Regions from separate parts of the Mus musculus genome. Here all the other regions are linked to region 3. Evidence: chromatin contacts called from public ChIA-PET and HiChIP or PLAC-seq data. All regions are on one chromosome and are shown on one strand. The core of a region is the stretch at or near the end of the contact, and the rest is flanking DNA. Distances in the headings are between cores, read along the strand shown. Region 1 overlaps Stk10 (serine/threonine kinase 10). Region 2 holds the start of D630024D03Rik (RIKEN cDNA D630024D03 gene). Region 3 holds the start of Snrnp25 (small nuclear ribonucleoprotein 25 (U11/U12)). Region 4 holds the start of Stk10 (serine/threonine kinase 10).

What was found. ChIA-PET counts read pairs in DNA pulled down with a chosen protein or histone mark. HiChIP or PLAC-seq counts read pairs in DNA pulled down with a chosen protein or histone mark.
Region 1: an H3K4me3 HiChIP or PLAC-seq map of embryonic stem cells shows a contact between it and region 3, with 7 times the contacts expected there. The contact joins the enhancer-like site here to the promoter of Snrnp25 in region 3. A contact is called at or near these places in 1 of 484 Hi-C or Micro-C datasets (embryonic stem cells), 4 of 115 datasets of contacts at active chromatin or transcription factors (embryonic stem cells, pancreatic cancer cells and stem cell-derived neural progenitor cells) and 3 of 9 other capture datasets (adipose tissue, embryonic stem cells and liver).
Region 2: an HNF4G HiChIP or PLAC-seq map of pancreatic cancer cells shows a contact between it and region 3. The contact joins the promoter of D630024D03Rik here to the promoter of Snrnp25 in region 3. A contact is called at or near these places in 1 of 39 promoter capture datasets (the HPC-7 cell line) and 1 of 115 datasets of contacts at active chromatin or transcription factors (pancreatic cancer cells).
Region 4: an RNA polymerase II ChIA-PET map of memory CD8 T cells shows a contact between it and region 3, with 146 read pairs. The contact joins the promoter of Stk10 here to the promoter of Snrnp25 in region 3. A contact is called at or near these places in 5 of 39 promoter capture datasets (the HPC-7 cell line, embryonic stem cells, hematopoietic stem and progenitor cells and 1 more), 4 of 484 Hi-C or Micro-C datasets (the G1E-ER4 cell line, embryonic stem cells and fetal liver), 2 of 115 datasets of contacts at active chromatin or transcription factors (embryonic stem cells and memory CD8 T cells) and 2 of 9 other capture datasets (adipose tissue and pancreatic islet).

What each region holds. Positions count from the first base shown.
Region 1 is chr11:32,613,461-32,616,160 of GRCm38.p6, forward strand. It overlaps Stk10 (serine/threonine kinase 10), which reads left to right. Exons shown (of 19, transcript NM_009288.2): 15 at 2-126; 16 at 1,065-1,253; 17 at 2,321-2,446. Among named protein-coding and RNA genes, the nearest start is that of Fbxw11, 28 kb to the right of the region's middle. Within about 2 kb of position 1,256, at least 22 of the 459 cell types and tissues checked have an H3K27ac peak or open chromatin away from gene starts, as enhancers often do. A contact at or near this core is called in embryonic stem cells, where this site is marked.
Region 2 is chr11:31,823,280-31,825,979 of GRCm38.p6, forward strand. D630024D03Rik (RIKEN cDNA D630024D03 gene) reads right to left here and starts at 1,268. Exons shown (of 4, transcript NR_102314.1): 1 at 1,014-1,268.
Region 3 is chr11:32,204,000-32,206,699 of GRCm38.p6, forward strand. Snrnp25 (small nuclear ribonucleoprotein 25 (U11/U12)) reads left to right here and starts at 1,416. Exons shown (of 5, transcript NM_030093.3): 1 at 1,416-1,664. The coding sequence starts at 1,623. It also overlaps a transcript of Il9r not described here.
Region 4 is chr11:32,531,971-32,534,670 of GRCm38.p6, forward strand. It overlaps Stk10 (serine/threonine kinase 10), which reads left to right and starts at 1,296. Exons shown (of 19, transcript NM_009288.2): 1 at 1,296-1,589. The coding sequence starts at 1,434. It also overlaps a transcript of Efcab9 not described here.

The DNA of each region.
Region 1 (2,700 bases), core at 6-2,505, 410 kb after region 3:
GACCGTGAGGCGGCCCTGTGGGAGATGGAGGAGCACCAGTTGCAGGAGCGACATCAGCTGGTGAAGCAGCAACTGAAGGACCAGTACTTCCTGCAGCGGCATGACCTGCTGCGTAAGCATGAGAAGGTGAGACGGGGCGGGGCAGGATGAGGGGCCGCTTGATGGCAGCACCCAGGAAGGGCTGCTGCAGCCACAGTGAGGGCCCAAGACCATCCCCAGGTGCCCCATGTGAGAGTCAAGGAAACCACGGGAGGATGAAGATGGGCAGGCAGCTCCCTTGCTCACCCAACAGCTCAGTGCTTGGCCCTCTCAGTTCAAAGCCAGTTCTGGGCTACTTGAACCCGCTCTACCCACCCCCAAGGGGGAAAAAAGAAGATGTTTCTTGACTTGTTGGGGTTCTACCCCCTTCAACCATCCAGACTTGAAAGTAACGTATTGTAAGTGTTCTTTAGCCGCATGCCCCTTGGGCTTCCTTGCTTAGTCACACAGGTCTGAAGTAGCCTACCGTAGGGTATTTCCTCTCAGGAACGTGTGGCCAGCAAGAGCTGTGGCTTGCTCCCACTGTCCGGAATCCAGAAGATTGTACTAGATTTTGTCCACCCTGGAAAAGATGCACACTCAAAAGTCTGGGTCCACCCAAATCACATTGCTCTTATGCCTGCAAAGTCAGAATGCTGAGGGTCAAACCATCACAAGTCAGACACTTGTAATGCTGAAAGAACAAAAAACATCCCTGTGGAAATGACTTGGTGGCTAAGGAAGCTTGCCACCAAGCCTGATGACATGAGTTCAATTCCCTGAGCCCTCATAGCAGAAGAAGATAACTGATCCCCGGGATGTGTCTTCTGAGTGCCACGCTCATGCTTGACCCCTCCCCCCCAATAAAATAAATACGTGTAAAAAGAAAAGAATGAAAGAACAATGTCTTTGAACTATAGAAGGGAGCTAACAGCTCTTCCATGCTGGCACCTGGGGCTCCCGGGCTGAGCATGGTGGCCTTTGGCTCCTGAGCACCCTCCATACCTAGAGCTCCCTCACCTCTGCTTGGTGTCCCCCCCCCCCAGGAGCGGGAACAGATGCAGCGCTACAACCAGCGCATGATGGAGCAGCTGAAGGTCAGACAGCAACAGGAGAAGGCGCGGCTACCCAAGATCCAGAGGAGCGACGGCAAGACGCGCATGGCCATGTACAAGAAGAGCCTGCACATCAACGGTGCGGGCAGTGCCTCTGAGCAGCGCGAGAAGATCAAGCAGGTGGGGACTGCGTGCGTGCGTGCGTGCGTGCGTGCGTGCGTGCGTGCGTGCGTGCGTGCGTCCGGTAGGCTGTGGGCAGTGAGCATGGGGGAGCTGGGTAAGGACTGGCCGCATGGACTGGCTGCATACAGCAGGGGACCCGCATGTCAGATGTTAGATAGAGCCCAGTGTGTAAGTCAGTCATGGCCTGGACGTTTCAGTAGCCCGGGAGAAAGCTCCCTTGGTGGGCAGATCCTTGTTCAATAGAGTTGGTCATGCACTGGTTTCCTTCATGACCCCATGTTTACATGCATGACGTTCTGTGTTCTCATCCACCCTGACCTCCTGTGTGATTCAGGCCCCTCAGAATTTTTTATTTTATTTTATTTTTAAAATTTATTTATTTATTTAGTTAGTTTTGTTTTTTTCGAGACAGGGTTTCTCTGTGTAGCCCTGGCTGTCCTGGAACTCACTCTGTAGACCAGGCTGGCCTTGAACTCAGAAATCTGCCTGCTTGCCTCTGCCTCTGCCTCTCTGCCTCTGCCTCTGCCTCTGCCTCTGCCTCTCTGCCTCTGCCTCTGCCTCTACCTCTGCCTCTGCCTCTCTGCCTCTCTGCCTCTCTCTCTGCCTCTCTCTCTGCCTCTCTGCCTCTCTGCCTCTCTGCCTCTCTGCCTCTCTGCCTCTGCCTCTCTGCCTCTGCCTCTCTGCCTCTCTGCCTCTCTGCCTCTCTGCCTCTCTCTCTGCCTCTCTGCCTCTCTGCCTCTGCCTCCCAAGTGCTGGGATTAAAGGCGTACACCAACACTGCTCGGTGTCCCTGTGATTTCTATCCTGGCACTTGTCATCTCACCCTATCAGGTGACCCAGCAGGGTGACACTTGCCAGTGGCTGGGTCTCCACTCAGGGCAAGTTTCAGTAGTGAGAGCAGAACCTGAGGTGGGCTGGACTCAGAGCATCGCGGCCCAGTCCCTAGGATGGGCCTTGCTGGCTCAGGCTGAACTAGGCAAAGTCCCGCCCCCACCCCACCCCCACCCCCACCAGCCGTCCAGGCAAGCTTCTGCCCGCCCAGCAGCAGCATCCTCTTTCTGCAGTTCTCCCAGCAGGAGGAGAAGAGGCAGAAGGCGGAGAGGCTGCAGCAGCAGCAGAAACACGAGAACCAGATGCGAGACATGGTGGCGCAGTGTGAAAGCAACATGAGCGAGCTACAGCAGCTGCAGGTACGCAGCCCTGTGTCTCAGTTTCCCCAAGTCAGTGCTCAGAGGCCACCAGCAGAGTTACATCTCAGTCGGTCAGGCCCGGGTGAGCTGATGCCTGCCTGCCGTGCTACTCTCTGGCTGTTAGACTGGACAAGTCGGACGACCCTCCTAGCCTCTTTTTTATCTCTCTGAAGTAGCTGTAGGGTTGAGGTGATGTTTCCTGTTGGTATGTGGATTTGTGAGTGTACCTTAGTTTGGCCCCATGCATTAGGGAT
Region 2 (2,700 bases), core at 18-2,517, 380 kb before region 3:
CAAGGTGACTATTGCATGAGCTTCCTGCAAGTGACAATCATTTCTTAGTTACCTTGTTAGCCCTGGTGCCCAGATAGGGCGTGGCATGGTTTAGGAGTCCAGTCTGGAATGGAGGATACAATAAATGGATGCAGGAATCCTCCTGATAGCAGGAGCAGAGCTTTGGGTTTTCAAGACTGAGCTGTCAGCTTTCAGTAGAGCTGAAGATGAGTTGGAACTGCAAGGACGAACATGGGCGAACTACATGGGCGAACAGCTACCACTTGCATTCTAGAATCATACGGCCTTGTGTGGTTTTGAGACAGTCTTCCAGCTCTGTGGCTAGCCCCACTTGGGTACCTCTTCCAGAGTGTGGCTTTCGTGGAACCCATTGTCATTAGTGGGGGCTGCTGCTTGTACGGAATGGGGGTTGCAATATTCCTGCCTTTGTGCCTGAAGGCCACAGTCTTCTTTCTCTCCACCAAGGCTCGTCACACACTGCTGGCCTCACCCCAGCATCTGACCCAATTAATCTGGGATACGGCTAGGGAGAGTCATAGAGCAGATTATACTTGGTAAAAGGTGGGGAGGAGGAAAAGCAAAGAGAATTACAACAAAATCCCCAACTGAAATTCAACTACTTGGAGGTTCTAGCACAAAGCATACTAAGGCTTTATGCTACAGGTAAACAGGTCCAGAAAGCCCCCTTGTTTTCCACCCATCCCATGAGGACAGCTAAACACGGTATTGCTGAACAAAGCATTATCTAGCTTTAGCTTCAGAAAATGAGACCAAATTTTCCAACAAAATTGCCTTGATGAGGCTTCTGAATGCCCTTTCCTTAAGGTAGGAAAGTTTGAAAGAGAGATGGAAAACCGGACACCTGTTTTGTTACCCCAACTGGAAATAGGCTCAGCTATTTCCCCCAGGGTAGCATATGAATATTCTCACCTCCCACATTTGCTAAAACCCAAGAACTTTATTCTAGTTTTTAAAAAAATTATTACTATTATTTGAGTTTTTGAGATACTTACTGCGTAGCCCTGGGTAGCCTTGAACTCAGGGATCCCCCAGCCTCTGCCTCTGAGTGCTCAGCCCTCACAGCCTTGTTGTAAAGGTGCAGTACCCAGCACTGTAGTCAGAAAAGTGGCCAGACAAATGGAGCTAGCCCCTGAGAGTGAAAACACCAGTTTGCCAAACCCTAAACACAGAAACAAGTGGGGATTGGGGGAGTTTCTATCAGCCCGGCTCAAGAGCCAGGCTAACTCAGCAGCGAGGTCGCACTCCCTGCCCTGGAAAAATCAGAGCAGGGCACGTGACTGTGGGTAGCCAGGGAGACGGTTTTGAGCATTTTCCATTCGTGAACACAGATATGCCTCAAGCAGTACATGTGTCCCTCAAAATCTATGTTGAATCCCTGGCCTGGGTGTTCCACCCCTGATCTCCCGAGGGCAGAGGGTGAAGCCCTGCATAGCAGGTGAATATGGCACGTGGCTGCTCCATTCTCATAGTTTCACAATTTTCACATTTTGCTCAGTTTGCGTGAGATGTTCCAATGACAGATGACTAAGCCAAAAAACCGCTGTGGTTACCATGGCATCCTGCCATCCAACACAGCTGTGGAGCCACCCAGATTTGAAAGGAGTGTCCCGGGGGTCGGTCCCAGCTCTCAGATAGGTGTCTACAGAGGTCATCTGGCTCACTGTGCTGGGCGTGACTTGGCATCTGCTGAGCAAACACACGGCATCTTCCTGGGAGGCCACCTTGACACACTTTGGCCCAACCTGTTCTCCTGAAGCTGGGGTTTTGTAAGAGGCCAAATTCCAGGCTGGGGCAGAATAAACAAGAGTACATGGCTAATGATTGTTGAGTTTGCCTGGAACACAACTGACTGCACATTTCAGAGGAGACTTTCCGACCCCACCTGACCTATGCCTACTAAACAGTAGTGAAGCTATGAACAACCAGGGGCTTCCAGGTCCCCATGGTGTCTGCTGGTGATTTCTCTCTGTCCTTTGAAGAGTAATAGAGACATACCTGTTATCAATTTGGAGTTCTCTGTCTTAATCTGCTTAACAAGTAAATAATATTTTTCTGCTTAAAACCTTACACCCATCTATCACTTCACAGTCTTCAAAAAGATTCCCAATTCTACCCTGGTTTCAGTTTTGGGAGAGTGGGAATGGTAGTCCAAGCTCAGAGAGGGCCCAAGGACACACAGCCAGGAGATGTCTGGGTCAGAAGTTGAGATTTTTTTTACAAGCAAGTCAGGCAAAAACAGTGCTTATATTTGGTCTTTTGGCTTGGGAGATAAACTTCCTCTCTTGGTAGAGATGCTGGGTCTAGAGTTGGAGGGTATGGGAGGGAACCAATGTATTTCCACCTCGGAGGTAGCTCAGAATATTGCCTCCACCTTCTGTTTAAATATAGCCACAGCCCTCCAATTGCAGTATCTATTTACCCTCTTTGGGGTTCTGGAGACCTCATACTTCTTAAGCATACACGCACCAGTGAGCCCCATGCTCAGCCCCCCGAGAAGTCAGAGAAAGCAGCCAGCGGTTAGACAGTTGTTTCTGGCCTGCTACCATCCTGCTGTCTAGATCTGAGCTTTCTAACCACTTACGACTTTGCACTTGAGAGTCTTCAAAACACACACACACACACACACACACACACACACACACACACACACACTCATGTACACATAAACACATATTTTAG
Region 3 (2,700 bases), core at 166-2,665:
AAAGGGTCTCACTATGTAACCTGTTCCTCTTACTTTCTTCTTTATCTCTGCTGTGCAACTCTCCTGGGCTTTAAACCCTTTCTCCTGCCTCAGTCTCTCCAAGTGCTAGGATTTTCTCCAAGTGCGTACAACAAGCTTGGCATAGGGGATAAGAGTTTTAAGTAGGATAACCATGATTGAGGGAGGGAGGGAGGGAGGGAGGGAGGGAGAGAGGGAGGGAGGGAGAGGGAGGAGAGGGAGAGAGAGAGAGAGGGAGGGAGGGAGAGAGAGAGAGAGAGAGAGAGAGAGAGAGAGACACGGTTGTTGTTCTTCCAGAGGGCCAAATTTGATTCCCAGCACTCACACGATGTTTCTCAGTGCCCAGAAGAAATACACGCCGAAAATGACCCATACACATAGGATTTTAAAAATGAGGCAAGTGATTAAAGTAGCTATCCAGGGAATGTGACGGGAGCAAAGAAAAAAGAAAAAGCCCACAGTGCTGCCTACACAGCGTCCTCATAAGAACAGTTGTTACAGGGACTGGTGGTGTAAAAGAACACGAGGACTAGAGATCAGCGCATGGCAAGGCTGCCCTTGACAGCTCCGAGGACCACAGGTCCCGCCTAGATTTGTTTTGTTTAGACAACTTCCCTCTGTAGTCCCTGCTCTCCCATACAGACCTAGCTCTCGATTCAGATCCAACTGCCTCTGCCTCCTGTGTGCTGAGATTAAAGGTGTGTGCCACCAAGCCAAAGCTTCACTTCACTTTTTATTCTATTTGTGTGTGTGTGTGTGTTGGAGTTGGAGTTGGTTTTTGTGCGGGGAGGGGGTTGGTGGGTTTTTTGGTTGGTTGGTTGGTTGGATTTTTGAGACAGGGTTTCTCTGTATAGCCCTGGCTGTTCTGGAACTCACTCTGGCCAGGCTGGCCTCGAACTCAGAGATCCGCCTGCCTCTGCCTACCAAGCGCTGGGATTAAAGGCGTGCACCATCATGCCCGGCTTCCACCTTACTTTAAAGTGGACCTTTTAGGCAATTTTTTGGAATGGAGCCCATGGCATAATCTCAAGTGACTGCGAAGCGACCTGGCTGGGGCAACAGCACGCGAGTGGCAACGGCAGGCCCCAGGCAGCAGGAGGCGCCCGCCTCCCAGCGTCACCTTGTTGGGTGATGCCGTGCACGGGGACAGGTGTCTTGCGCGAAACGATAGCAACGCTGGCCTTCCTTGACAACCAGCCCAGACCGAAGAGAAGCTCAGCAGCGGGGAACAGAATAGCTCGTAGCTCCCGCGCCGCTCGCACCACCAACGTGACCTGCTCTATCCAGCCAATAACCTGCTGTCTGCACGCTCCCAGCCTCCCGAAGACTCGCACATTTCATTGGCTACTGAAGCCACGCAGTATACCATTGGCTAAGCTATCTCGTCGGGGCGGGACACAATCACTGCGCACGCGCCTTTTGCTTATCAACCTGGAAGGCAGGGCAGGCTGGAGGAGCGCCGGAAAGCAACACTAGTCTAGTAGTAGGCAGTCCTGGAGGACCCGGAGGCTGAGGATCGGCCGGAGGTGCCGGAGGACGACGAGGATGATGAGGAGACATTGCCCCATTCCGAGGCTGTGGACGTGTTCCAAGAAGGTCTCGCCATGGTGGTGCAAGACCCGCTGCTCTGCGACCTTCCGATCCAGGTGCGAGACAGGGCTCTGGGGTGTGGATGGGCGCTGGTGGTCCCACCAGAGAAAGACGCTTCTGCGCATAAGTGGAACGCTTAGGGTGAGGAGCCCCTCTGAGCCGTGAAGTTTGAATTAAACAAACACTAAGATATGAACTCAGGATGAGTGTGACAAGTCTTTTCCTTTTGCCTGAAACTTCAGTATGCGTGACTTAGTAGTTAATGTATTCTTTAACCTTGCCAATCAAAGGTGTTTTTATTTAACGTCTGTGTGCGCACAGAACTGGGAGCCAAACTGAGAACCTTTCGAATGCTAAATAAGTGCTCTACCACTGAGTTACACAAGTTTATTTGTACTTCCCTCTGTGTTTTATTAAAACATCTCTTGTCTGGCCAGACCTTTAATCTCAGCACCCGGGATGCCGAGGCAAGGGAATCTCTGTGAGTTTGAGGCCAGCCTGATACATTGAGAGCTCCAGGCCAGCCAAGGGTCTGGAGTAGTGGGTCTCTGCCTCAAAACAAACAAAAGACATTTTGTTATCAAAGGTTTTAGGTAGCCGGTCAGTTGCACCCTGGACCTGAGGTACAGGCCTGGAGCCTCTTGATACAATACTCTCAGGATCGCCAGGCCCAGTGTTAATTGAAAATCCTAACACACAATAGGTGTCTTAGTCAGAGTTTTACTGCTGTGAACAGACAGTGTGACCAAGGCAACTCCTTTTTTTTTTTTTTCCTTTAAAGTTTATTCAATACAACCTAATCTCCAACTTCACTGAGGTGGCTGACCACGTGGACTCTTATAAGGACATTTAATTGGGGCTGGCTTACATGTTCAGAGGTTCAGTCCATTATCATCAAGGCAAGAGCATGGCAGCATCTAGGCAGGCATGGTGCAGGGGGAGCTGAGAGTTCTACATCTTCATCTGAAAGCTGCTAGCAGAATATTGGCAGCAAGGATGAGGGTCTTAAAGCCCAAGCCCATAGTGACACACCTACTCCAGCAAGCTACACCTATTGTAACTGGGCCACACCTTCTAATAGTGCCACACCCT
Region 4 (2,700 bases), core at 46-2,545, 330 kb after region 3:
AGTCATACCTCGTGCGATCTTTGGGTCTGGCTTCTTTCATGTAGCAGGACATTTTTAACGGACCTTTCCATTTTTATCCTTACTTTGTTTTCTTTTGGAACTCCTGGAAATGGTTAGCGCATTCTGACCCTCTGTCCACCCGGTATAGCTGCACAGACTTCAGCAGGTCCCGCTCAACCGAGTGACAGATGTACACTTTGGCTGGTCCACAGGCTGACTCAACAAGAACAGTTTTGCATGACATTTTCTTCTTTTAATTATAAATTTTCCCCGCACTCATTTTGTGGTGGGAACAATTGGAACTGGAGCAACTTTTATTCCGGACGTCCTTAGCACACACAACCCTCTCCGCGCCTAGTATTCACTCTCCAGCCGGCTTTTCGAATGGGGGAACAGCATTTGGCGCGAGACTCTAGGGATATTTTCGAAGAGTCCGGACGAAGGGGACCAACAATTAAAACGCTTTCTCGAGTTAAGAGTGCCCGAGTGTGAGACACTCTTGTTCAGGATGGGAGGGTCTCCAGCATAGATTCTGCAGCTGCCCAGCCCCCAGCACAATCACTAGAACCCACGTTCTGATACCAAGCAAAGACGCTGTGCAAGATGCGGGACGCCCGCAGCCAAGGTAGAGAGGGATGAGGACCAGGATATAGGAGCACCATCCCAGAGATGACTCCGCTTTTATCTCTAATGGGGCTTTTTAATTCGCAAAATAACTAGAAAGTTTTACTTAATAAGGAATATATTTGCTAACCTACCATGAAGCCTAAAGGTCCTAAAGGGACTCTCGTTTCATGTCCAGCGTCCCGGCCGTTTGTGGCTGGCGGAGGCGGGGAAAGTCCGGATGGGCGTAAGCGCGGGGCTCTGCTTTCTGCGGGGCTCAGAGGCAGCACGAGACCTGCCTAGGAAGTGTGGCGAAAGCCACCTGGGACCGCGTGAACTTTGAGGCAAAGAGCACCGAGGACTGGGGTGAGTCCCGGGGCGAGGGGTGCGGGCATCTCGCGCGGGAAGCTGGCGAACCAAGCCTCAGCGGGAGAGTTCTGTGCGCTGATGCACCCACTCGGCACCGACGGCGGTTGAAAGACACCAGCTGAACCCCGGAGGTTTGGGGTTCCGGGAGGCGCAGCGGGCCCAGGGGCCGGCCACCCGGCGGACTACAGTCTCCAGAGTGCCCCGCGGCGCGGGCGGAGCCGCGAGCTCCCGCAGCCAATTGAGGGGTCTCGGGGCGCCGCAGAGCAGGTGGAGCCGGCGGGGACAGGCGCGCGCGCGGGTGCCGGGCGTCCTGCAGGCGGGTCTAGGAGGGGGCGGGGCGGGGCGGGCGGGCCGCGGTTCCTGCAGCTCCCTGTGGCCGCTGGCGCACTCGGCGGGTGCTGCGCTGCGAGGAGGGCGGCTCTCCGAAGCCGCGGGTCCTGTCGTCGCGCTCCTCATCCAGCATGGCTTTCGCCAATTTCCGCCGCATCTTGCGGTTATCCACCTTCGAGAAGAGAAAGTCCCGTGAATATGAGCACGTCCGCCGGGACCTGGACCCCAACGATGTATGGGAGATCGTGGGCGAGCTGGGAGACGGCGCCTTCGGCAAAGTCTACAAGGTGAGAGTTCCGATTGCTGAGCCTACCAGGTCCTGCGAGCCCCTGACCCCCACTCCCACCCCCCGCACAGCTGCTTCTGAGCACTTCCTGTGTGCCCTGTACAGGGCACAAAGGGACGTTTGTAGGATCGAGGCATCCCAGGGGGCTACCGGAGGCATCCCCAGGATCACGGTGATAGGGACACATCTTTTAAAGAGGGACTATACCGATGTTGTGGGAATATTCAGGCTCTGGGCTGTGCCTGCAAGGGTTGGGAGTTGAGGACACTTCTGAAGATGAGCCTACGATCGGTACTGGGGAGGTCAGAAGGGCCCTGGAGTAAGTGAGGACAGGCTTGGGATTAGAAGGCTCAACGGAAAGCGAGGACAGGGTCCTGTGAATGCAGCTGCAGGGCACAGATTTGGCTTCTAGTCGCCTGAGTCACCAGAGGCTCCCTGTCTGCAGTTACCTCTCCCCTGGAGGAAGACAGGCTGAGGAGGAGTGGGTGGGGCATAGATGATTCCATATAGACACGTGTGCAGACGGACAGCTCCTGGGGTTTGGTCCTCTGAGCCAATTCTGAGTGCCTGGGTTGTTGTTCAAAGTACCTAACTCATCTTGACTCCACCCTTTCTCATTTCCTCCTCCTCAACACCCTCCCCCTCCCCCGGCTTCCCCAACCAGGCTGCTCAGGCTGGTCTCCCAGATCTACTTGCCTCAGTCTCTGGAGTAGCTTGGACTGTAGGTTTGGCCACTACAGCATAGCATCCCCTACTTTTATTGGGAGACTCCCATAGTTCAGCTGTCTTAGCTGCCCTCCAAAGCCATATGTCATTGTCCTTGGGGCTTTGGTAGTTAGAGGCCTCACTGACCCTTTCAGGATGCTGGACCCCAGAAAGGGCTTTTCCAGTTCCCCAAGTCGGGCCATGCTCCCTTTGACTTGAAATTGATATGCTAGCGTTGGTCTGCTTCTCGCCCCAGAAGTGTGCTCCCTAGGAAAGATGCTATAGCATCCTTGGGAAGCTTGTAAGGAACTAAGACTCTCAGCTGGGCGTGGTGGTGCACACCTTCAATTCCTGCAGAGGCAGGCAGATCTGAGTCTGAGGCTAGCCTAATCTACAGAGTGAGTCCA